Linked DNA regions of Sus scrofa: regions 1 and 3 are each linked to region 2. Evidence: chromatin contacts called from public HiChIP or PLAC-seq data. All regions are on one chromosome and are shown on one strand. Each heading gives the region's core, a stretch centred on a gene start, on an enhancer-like site or on the middle of the called end of the contact. The rest is flanking DNA. Distances are from core to core; before and after follow the strand shown.

What was found. HiChIP or PLAC-seq counts read pairs in DNA pulled down with a chosen protein or histone mark.
Region 1: an H3K27ac HiChIP or PLAC-seq map of skeletal muscle shows a contact between it and region 2. The contact joins two enhancer-like sites. A contact is called at or near these places in 1 of 47 Hi-C or Micro-C datasets (embryonic fibroblasts) and 1 of 2 datasets of contacts at active chromatin or transcription factors (skeletal muscle).
Region 3: an H3K27ac HiChIP or PLAC-seq map of skeletal muscle shows a contact between it and region 2, with 12 times the contacts expected there. The contact joins two enhancer-like sites. A contact is called at or near these places in 1 of 47 Hi-C or Micro-C datasets (embryonic fibroblasts) and 1 of 2 datasets of contacts at active chromatin or transcription factors (skeletal muscle).

Annotation. Positions count from the first base shown.
Region 1 is chr1:161,899,152-161,902,423 of Sscrofa11.1, reverse strand. All of the region lies in intron 8 of ZNF532 (a long non-coding RNA gene), which reads left to right. Among named protein-coding and RNA genes, the nearest start is that of ZNF532, 85 kb to the left of the region's middle. Within about 2 kb of position 1,728, at least 6 of the 83 cell types and tissues checked have an H3K27ac peak or open chromatin away from gene starts, as enhancers often do. A contact at or near this core is called in skeletal muscle, where this site is marked.
Region 2 is chr1:162,055,519-162,058,782 of Sscrofa11.1, reverse strand. No RefSeq gene overlaps it. Among named protein-coding and RNA genes, the nearest start is that of ZNF532, 71 kb to the right of the region's middle. Within about 2 kb of position 1,467, at least 53 of the 83 cell types and tissues checked have an H3K27ac peak or open chromatin away from gene starts, as enhancers often do. A contact at or near this core is called in skeletal muscle, where this site is marked.
Region 3 is chr1:161,834,139-161,837,366 of Sscrofa11.1, reverse strand. LOC100627702 (O-acyltransferase like protein-like) reads left to right here. Exons shown (of 13, transcript XM_021099968.1): 5 at 727-953. Among named protein-coding and RNA genes, the nearest start is that of SEC11C, 66 kb to the right of the region's middle. Within about 2 kb of position 1,621, at least 3 of the 83 cell types and tissues checked have an H3K27ac peak or open chromatin away from gene starts, as enhancers often do. A contact at or near this core is called in skeletal muscle, where this site is marked.

The sequences.
Region 1 (3,272 bases), core at 479-2,978, 160 kb after region 2:
CGTTTTCTGATTCACTGTAGGACAGGGCGTGTTCCTGCACATTCCACTGGATAGTAAGTATAAAACCCAAATTGAAGGATGCACAATGTGTGTAATAACATAGAGTAGTAGGCAAACGTGTTACAGCCCAGTCCGTAGGTGGGTAGACTGCCTCGGAAAGTCTTGTAGGATTTAGGGGCTGGTGGGGCCAGAGTGAGAGCTGCTGGTGGTCCCCGTAGAGGGTCCCTGACAGAGCCAGTAGCCCTGTGATCAGAATTCAGAAGATCAGACCCAGCAGCAGGTAACACGGCTTTGTGGGAGAGCCCCCCGCAGCTGCCAGAGCATCTCTTGGGAAAGCTGTCTGTCTCGACCCTCATGGGTGTGTTTACAGTGGAGTCCCAGAGCCCTCAGCTGGCTCGTCCGGGTCTTCCTACACCCACTCCTCCAGGCCTTTTCCTGTGATTCCAGCAAAAAGATTTACCTATCATCCCTTCACGTACACCGTGTTGTTCCTTGTCTTTGCCACATGAGTTCCCTTTGCCTGGAAACCCCTTCCTTTGCCTCATTGCCTGGTTCACTCCCATGTAGATTCAGCTGGTCGTGGCCAGAGCAGTGCCCTCTCACTGCTGGGCCTTCTGTGTTCTTTCATGTGCCCGTGATCACCACAGTCATAACACCCATCGTGCAGGCATCCTCTCTATTTTTTCCATCTTCTTCAGCAAACTGCCATTGTCCCACTGTAGGGCACGGAGAACAGAGAGATCTCTCTGATTGAAAGTGGGACTCAGTTAACATTGTGGGATAAATCAGTGTGCCCTGAGCCCCCATGCTGTGCTGAGAAGCCAGGCTGCAGGGCCTTCATTGTGGCCGGGCTCAGGCTGTGGCTGGTTACTTTCACTCCTTTTTGTAAGCACAGATGGTACCTGGCAGATGCAAGCCTTTGGCCAGAATTACTGGCCAAAAGGGGGTGGGTCCTTGTGGGCTCCATGAACAGGTGTTAGAAAGTCACTTAAAGCATTCGTACTGTGGACACCAAGCTGTATCTTTGCAGCTGAAGGTACAGGGAGTGTGGTTATCTTCCCACAAAAATGCCCAAGGCACCTGGCAAGAGCAGGCTGCCTCCCACCCTGAGGGGCTGAGGTGCCCATTGGTAGATGGTGCCTGCGGTGGACAGCCCGCCCTGGCTGCCGGGATTTTAGAGGCTGAGGAAGACTCTTCCTTCCAGAGCCATTCCTGTTTATCTCTTGAGGTTCAGGAGGTGGAGGCTCCCTGGACACTGGACTGGTGCTATTACCAGACAGGAGAGATCTGAGACCTGGGACAACTTTGTCTCTCTCTGGGGAATGTATTGAGACTTGCTGGCTTAGGAACATTTCGTATTAAAAACATTGCTTGGGGAGTTCCTGTCATGGCTCAGCAGAAACAAATCTGACTAGTACCATGAGGACTTGGGTTTGGTCCTCGGCCTTCCTCAGTGGGTTAAGGACCTAGCGTCGCTGTGAGCTGTGGTGTAGGTTCCAGACAAGGCTCGGATCTGGCGTTGCTGTGGCTGTGGCATAGGCCAGCGACTATAGCTCTGATTCGACCCCTATCCTGGGAACTTCCATATGCCACATGTGTAGCCCTAAAAAGAAAAAGCACCTGTAGCCAGGGACTGACTTTCCTCGCTGCCACCTTGATCAGCCTTCTTCCTCATGGCCAAGCCCCAGACTGATGTCCCCAAAGCCCCTCCCCATTCTCTGTCAAACCTCTGCCCCTCGCTGTGCCCAGGTTCCCTCCCTGCCTCTGGCATTCCTGGCAGGCAGATGTAGCTGTGGATCCAGGGGGCCTGGGTGGAGAGGGAGGAGACTGGTTTCCTTTATGACCTCAAGTGCCCCGGTGGGCTCTGGGATCAGCTGTCTTCACTGAACCAGAGCTGAAAATGGTAGTGAGGCCTTAGAGTATTGGTTCATCACTGTGGTGTGGTGTGACAAGGCTTTTATGTGCTTGCCCAGGAATGCACCATCCGTTTGTAATTTCTTTAGGAAAATATGCTCTTAAGTCCAACTGGCAGACCAGATTTTTACATTTTAAAAATTTAGCACCTGATTCTGTAAGCGGATACTACCTTGAAATGCAAAACAACCAGAAAATAATTTTACACCGCAAGGTAGGGGCGTCAAAGCAAATACGAGGCCATCCAGGCCATAGTTGACTTGGTAAGAATGTAAAATAGACGGCTCTAGAAGGGGACTCAGAGGTCACGGATTCCTACTCTGTTTAGTTTAAAGATGGGAAAACTTCAGGCCCAGAAGGATGCAGGACATTTTTCAGAATTTAACCTTTGTGCCAAGGGCTGCTTCAGAACCTAGGAGTCCTCCCCTTTGCCTCAAGGTCAGGGTGTGGGTTTGAGGTATCACCCCAAGTTGTGAGTGAGAACGCACTCCTGGGGCAGGGAGGGAACCTGGAGCCCGGGGTAGCCCAGTGTGAGCTCCCCACGAGCTGTAGGTAGAATTGGAAGGGACGTTGGAGGAAGGAAGGAGTCATGGTTTCATATCCGTGTAAACTTGAGTAATTGGAAAACTGGAACCAACACCAACAAGACAAACACAAGAGGGCTTGTGACAGCTGACAGTTTGTCCCCACACCATGCAATGTCACACACGATGCATCTTCCTGGGGCCTCTCCAAGGGGTCATGGGTGCTCTCACACTTTCAGATTTGAGAGCTGAGTGCATCTGTCAGTGTTCTTCCTTAATATGGCTGGTAAGATGGCTGGAAAAATTAATTCAAGATGAAGGACTGGGAATGAGAAGCAAGCCACCATCATTGGCCAGTTTGAATGTCAGCGGTTTTGATATTTGGGCTTATTTACTTCTTCTTTTTTTTTTTTTTTTTTTTTTTTTTGGAGTGCGCCAGAACATGTAAAGATTCTTAGGCCAGAGATTGAATCTGAGCCACTGCAGTGACAATGTTAGATCCCCAGCAAGCTGCGCCACCAAGGAACTCCGTTGTTTACTTTTTAAAGTTATACATTTCTTACAGATCATCTGATAAAAACAGTGATTATCTTTAAAAGAAACGACCAACGACTAGGTTTTTTTTGTCTTTTGATTTGTAGAAATAGTTTTAGATTGTACTTGGGCCTTCAGAGACCATTTTAGTTTTTTATTCTATAGTAATATTTGTTTCTTTTATAAAACAGTGATTGTAGGGGGAAAAAATCACAATGACCTTTTTTCTATTTGGATTGCTTTTTCTATTGAGGGGGGTTATTTTGTTTTGTTTTGGCCATGCTTGAGGCATGTGAAAGT
Region 2 (3,264 bases), core at 218-2,717:
TGTGTTGATGATGTGCCAACAATAAAAAGTCACCTCACTCATGAATGGGTGACTGAGTCTCTTCAATGTGACACATAATATCATGACATCTTCCAGATTGAAACAATGGTGTTGTAGGAATTACTAAAAACAGCAAGACGGGAGTTCCTGTTGTGACTCAGAGGTAACAAACCTGACTAGTATTCCTGACGATGTAGGTTCGATCCCTGGCCTCGCCCAGTGGGCTAAGGATCAGGTGTTGCTGTGAGCTGGGCGTAGGTTGCAGAAGCAGCTGGGATCCCACGTTGCTGTGGCTGTGGTATAGGCTGGCAGCTGTAGCTCAGATTCAACCCCTAGCCTGGGATCTTCCGTGTGCTGCAGATGCAGCCATAAAAAGATTAAATAAATAAACAGCAAGACATTTATTTTATTTCTAAGGGACTTAAATCATGTTTGTAAAATACACTAGCACCTTACACGTTATATGTCGTTGGAAAGAGCGGTCACTTTTAGGGTGGCTATGTTTTTGGATCCAAAACTCACATCTTTAAGTACCAAGACATCTAAAAATTACTAGTGACAGAACCTCTCTAAAGCGTATGGCACATCTAGTTCATAGAGTTTGCTGACGTGTTTAGGCTTGGATGGTTTTATTGATCTACCTTAAGGCCATCAGGACTTGTATTATCCTGACGGAAAACTAAGACTAGGAAGAGGATGGAAGGTTTTCCTTTGTTTTTGCAATGTGTGTGTGTAGGAAATAAAAGCTAAGTGGGAAGAAGGAACATGAGGAGGTGGACATGGAGCAGGAGAGATGAAGGAGGCGGGGGAGGGAGGACCACAGCAAAATGTAGGGAGAAGATGGAGCAGAAGTTGAGAATCCCTGCAGTAGAGGGGACCTCAGTGGGAGAAGCCATCAAGGAGCTCCGAAAATAGAAATGCTAAGGAGAATACTTAGTCGTTTGGACAGGCTGGCCAGAAAATGCCAAGTGTGAATTCCCAAGGCTGAGGGCCAGGACCAGCCGCCAAGCAGGGCCTTCGGGGAGAGGCTCCTCTTTATCAAAGGGAAAGACTGCCCTCCCTCGACCTCTTTCTCACACCTCCTCCCCTGCTGCAGCAAGTCCAGGCTGCACCCCCACTTTCAGCACGTAAGCAGCCAACTTTGTGTTGCCCACTGGCCCCTCGGTGGGCTTCTCCACCCAGGGTGGGTCTGAGGAGCCTAATGACTCCCCCAGACTTTGAAATAAGGGCCCTTGGGTGCCTACAGCTCCCACCACCTCTGAAAAAGAAAGGCCACTCCTCCCCTGCACCGGGCCCAGCTGGGGCCTCTGCACAAAGGAGCCGAGCCAGGCCCTGTTGCTGAGGGAACCGGCAGCCAGCCCAGCCCCCTTCCCACAGAAACAGCCAGAGGAGAAGAGCAAAGGATTAAATTGCCCTAATCTCCAGGCTTCAGAGGAGGCCGGGAGCCTGGCCAGCATGAGATGGCAGCTCCCCATTGGCCCAGAGGAAGCAGGAGGCCACACACAGCCTGGTGCTCCGGCTCCCTTCTGCCCCACCTCCACTGCCCTCTCTGCCACCACAAAGCCCCCAGAGCGGGACCACCAGTTCTGCCTCCCAGACCCAGGATGGGAGGGCCAAAGGCTGCCCTGATGGACTCTTCTGATCCCTCAGGCACTTGGATGGAGGAGGAACTGGCTGCCCCAGTGAAAGACTCGATTTTGTTTGCTTCTGACTCATTGTCTGGTGGAGGTAAATCAAATTGCCTTCTACCTGCCGTCAGGGTGAAGCCAATATACACAAAAAGTGTGCCTCTGCTACAGCAACCACCCCCTTCATTCTCCCCGGCTCCGCTGGCAGGGCTGCAGCTTTGCTGGGAGGAACTCCGGAAAGGTGTTCTTTAAGTGCCTAGGTGACTTCAGTGATTCTCTGGGCTGAGAACCACTGGGACTATGTTGGAGATGAGCCAGCAGGAGACTCAGAACACAGTTTTTTTGACTTGACACAGTGTTCTTTCTGCCATATTCCTTTTTCTGCTTAAAAACAATTTTTTTGAAAGTAATACACATACACTTAGGAAATTTATAAAACATAGAAAGGGATAAAGAAGAATATTAGATCACCCATAAACCCTCATCCCCCAGAGTTACACACTGCTAATATTTTGGGTTATCTTTTTATCTATTTTTACATATTTCATTTATGAAAAGGTCATACAGAATTTTATGCCTTTTTATCCTTTGTAACCTGAAAGGTGGCTTCTTATACACAGCTGGACAAACTGAGTTGGCAATTCTTTTAGCAGGCTGTTTGGCAATGAGTACCAAGAATTCTTTTTTTTTTTTTTTTTTTTTTTTTTGGTCTTTTTAGGGCTGCACCCTCAGCATTTGGAGGATCCCAGGCTAGGAGTCCAGTCGGAGCTGTAGCTGCTGGCCCTACACCACAGCCACAGCAATGCCAGATCTGAGCCATGTCTGCAACCTACACCACAACTCAAGGCAACAAAGGATCCTTAACCCACTCAGCAAGGCCAGAGATTGAACCTGAGTCCTCATGGATACTAGTCAGAGTTGTTTCTGTTGAGCCACAAACAGGAACTCCCCCCAAAATATTTTTAAATGACTGCCTTTTAGCCCGCTATTCCATTTCTAGTAATCTGTCTTCAGAAAAAAATCAGACGCATGCAAAAATTTATTTACAGAGAACTTCATTCTAGTGTTAAAATAGCCAAAATTATCAACTTCATAAATAATGTACAAAATTACAGGGAGCGTTAAATAAATTGTGGTTACTCATGAGGTGGTATGTTTTGTGGTCATTAAAAATCATGTTGTGGGGAGTTCCCTGGTGGTCTAGTGTTTAAGATTTGGTGCTTTCACCACTGCGGCCTGGGTTCAATCCCTGGTCTGCAAACTGAGATCCCACATAAAGCTGCTACATGTTGTGGCCAACAAATTAATAAGAAAAATAAAAATCACGTTTTCAAAGAATGTGTGCTAGAGATGATAATCTTTCTTTCCCACATTCCCTCTACACACTGAGACATTGGTTTTCGAGGGCATCTTACAGGAAGATCCCTTCTCTGATTTTACTGTAATCCCTTTGGATCCTGCAGGAATACTGATCTTTCTTTCCAGATCACTCCTAACTTTTATTCTCCATACCCAACATTTTGGCAGTTCATTCTTTTTATATGTACTATTTTACTTGCGATCTGGTGTATGTGTGTATGAATGGGTATTGATGTATTGATGTATGATGTACGATTTTGTGTGTATGTGTGTACTA
Region 3 (3,228 bases), core at 372-2,871, 220 kb after region 2:
ATCTTCCTCAGTATGTTGGTTGCTTTTTGTTTGTTTATGATTATTATTTTTTACTTTATTTTATCTTATTTTGCTTTTTAGGGCCTCACTTGTGGCATGTGGAAGTTCCCAAGCTCGGGGTTGAATCGAAGTCACAGCTGCTGGCCTTTGCCACAGCCATAGCAACGTGGCATCCAAGCTGTGTCTGTAACCAACACAGCTCACAGCAATGCTGGATCCTTAACTCCACTGAGTGAGGCCAGGGATCAAACCCACGTCCTCATGGATAGTAGTCAAATTTGTTACTGCTGAGCCACGGGGTGGGGGGGGGAGTCTCCCTAATTTTTACAGTGATAATAGGGAGTTGAGTGAAATCCCTAAGTCCATGAGTTGTTTTTGTTTTTGTTTTTGTTTTTGTTTTATTTTTGGCTGTGACTGTGGCATGCGAAAGTTCCAGGGCCAGGGATTGAACCTGAGCCATAACTCCAGCTTGAGCCACAGCAGTGATAATGCCAATCCTTAACTTGCTGTGCCACCAGGGAACTCCCCATGAGTCTTTGACTTTGTAGTTTCTTTCACTGTTTTTTCTTAGAAAGCCCCTCCTAACTCTTAATACTCTTAACATTTGCCTGTATTTCAGTAGGGGGCTGGATGTGGTTTTGTTTTCCACTGGGCTGTTTTCTCTGCATCTTACTTTGGTGCCCTGGTGAGGTCAGCCTTGGTCACATGTGTGTTTTCTCCCTGCAGGCTCCTCACCTCGCTGGGCCTTGCCCTTCCTCTGGCTGGAACTGTCTATGTGGCAACCGTGGGATTGGGGCCAGACCCCAAGATGTCACCCGCTCATGGGGCACATCCGGCCACTTACGGGAGTCTGCCTTTGAGAGAGCTGGGGAAGAATGAGCAAAGAAGTAGAACCCAATGGCTGGGTGGCCTGGCCCAACTCTGGCTGTCAGGAACCCCGAGCAGAGGAAAAAGTAAGCATTCATTTTATCAAAGCAAGTCCACCCATGAGAGGTGACTTAGATGACTTCGCTCTTAGAAAATAACCATGCAGGGAGTTCCCGTCGTGGCGCAGTGGTTAACAAATCTGACTAGGAACCATGAGGTTGCGGGTTCGGTCCCTGCCCTTGCTCAGTGGGTTAACGATCCGGCGTTGCCGTGAGCTGTGGTGTAGGTTGCAGACGCGGCTCGGATCCCACGTTGCTGTGGCTCTGGCGTAGGCCGGTGGCTACAGCTCCGATTCGACCCCTGGCCTGGGAACCTCCATATGCCGCGGGAGCGGCCCAAGAAATAGCAACAACAACAACAACAACAAAAGACAAAAAGACAAAAAAAAAAAAAAAAAAAAGAAAATAGCCATGCAGATCTGGAGTCTAGTGCTGCCCCCCAGCTTCTAACAGGGAGTGGAGGCTGGGTCTCTGCTCGTTACAATCCAGTCTTTGTGTATCATCAGGTGTTAAGGCTTTCTTTCTGGGGTACAAGTATCCAGTGTGTTCTTTTTTGCAACTCAAAGTCTAGGTCAGAGGAGAGTTTGGGTTTCACCACCGTAATCCTCTAAGGGACCATTCCATGAGCACAATATCTATTTTCAGTGTCACAGCTACCCAGATGCCTCACAGAGCCTCCCTGGCATCGTCAGGGTGAATAATTTACATATAAACTGAAGCCAGGGCACTGAGTGTGCAACACAAGGGGATTAAAACATGGCAGAGTGTACCTGAGCCAGAAATAGACAACCCCACCCAGTAGCAAGAAGCTGGGCAGGGAGAAGTCCTGCTGGGTTTTGTTTAGTTACAAATCAAGAGCGTTAGGAGTTCCAGCCTTCGAGCAGTGGGTTGAGAATCTGACTGCCGCTGTAGAGACAAGGGTTCCATCCTTGGCCCAGCACAGTGAATTAAGGATCCAGTGTTGCCACAGCTGCAGCATAGGTCAAGGTCGCAGCTGCAGCTTGAAATCAATCCCTGGCCTGGGAATTTCCATATGCAGCAGGTGCGGCCACTTAAAAAAAAAAAAATTCAAGAGCATTAGCTTCACTTCTACCTGTCCATTAGGCAAAGAGAACACACACACACACACACACACACACATTCTGAAACTGGAATAGCTTCACATGCAAATTCTTTTAGAAGATGTGGCATAATTTTTGACAGAGCCCCTGAGGGCCACAAAATTTCCTTCTTTTAGCCAAAGAGAAGTATAAAAATAAAACAAAATTTCAGTGAATGTACTGGAAGAATACGCACATGGGATCAAGTAGTTGCAAGGAATATAGCCAGTGTAGATGGCACAGTGAGGACTTTCTCAGATCCTCCTTGGATCTTGAGGCATAAACGAAACCAGCAGTAACGCCAAGAAAAAACCCTAACAATGACAAAAAGGGCAAAAAGTTTATTTATGTAAAGATTATAAGAGCTGAGAAGGATTACACGTCCCTGTGCAACCTCCTTCCCAAGTCAGAAGCCCTCCAAACCCATCATGATGCAAGTGCTCACTGTCAGGCCTCCACAACAGCAGCAGTTCCTGCTGCCCTATAATTTCTCCTCTTGGGCTCTGGTTTTGCCCTTTGGGGCCTGAGAAAATAAATCAATATAATCTCCTATTTCTATTATAGCCCCTTCAGATATTGAGGACAGTTTTTGTTTTGTTTTGTTTTGCTTTGTTTTTGTCTTTTTAGGGCCGCACCTGTGGCACATGGAAGTTCCCAAGCTAGGGTTCAAATCGGAGCTGCAGCTGCCGGCCTGCACCACAGCCACAGCAACAAGGGATCCGAGCCGCATCTGTGACCTACACCACAGCTCATGGCAACGCCGGATCCTTAACCCACTGAGCGAGGCCAGGGATCAAACTCTCACACTAGTCAGGTTCATACTACTTGGGTTCTTAACCTGCTGAGCCACAATGGGAACTCTGAGCATGTGATTTCTTAATGATGTTTAAGTTTCTCTTCCCCCAACCCTTTGTAAAACAGGACTGGGGCCAGGCATTGACCTTCCTGGGGCCTGAGCTTGGGAAGTGAATTCTGTCCAAGACAAAGTGGGCACCAGCCTCAGGTCAAGACTGTTGGGGAAGGTCAAGGTTCATAGGGAGGGAGATCAAGTCCGGAGATCCACGGAGAGATCAAGAGGGGACCATGGAGAACTGAGCTGAGTTTTCCAGGGCCACAGGAAGGGGGCATGGGGCTTGGAGAGGCCAGCCAGGATCAATGGTTTTCGTGGTTTGGCTCTTGTTTGTGGAGTGGTGGGTGGATTG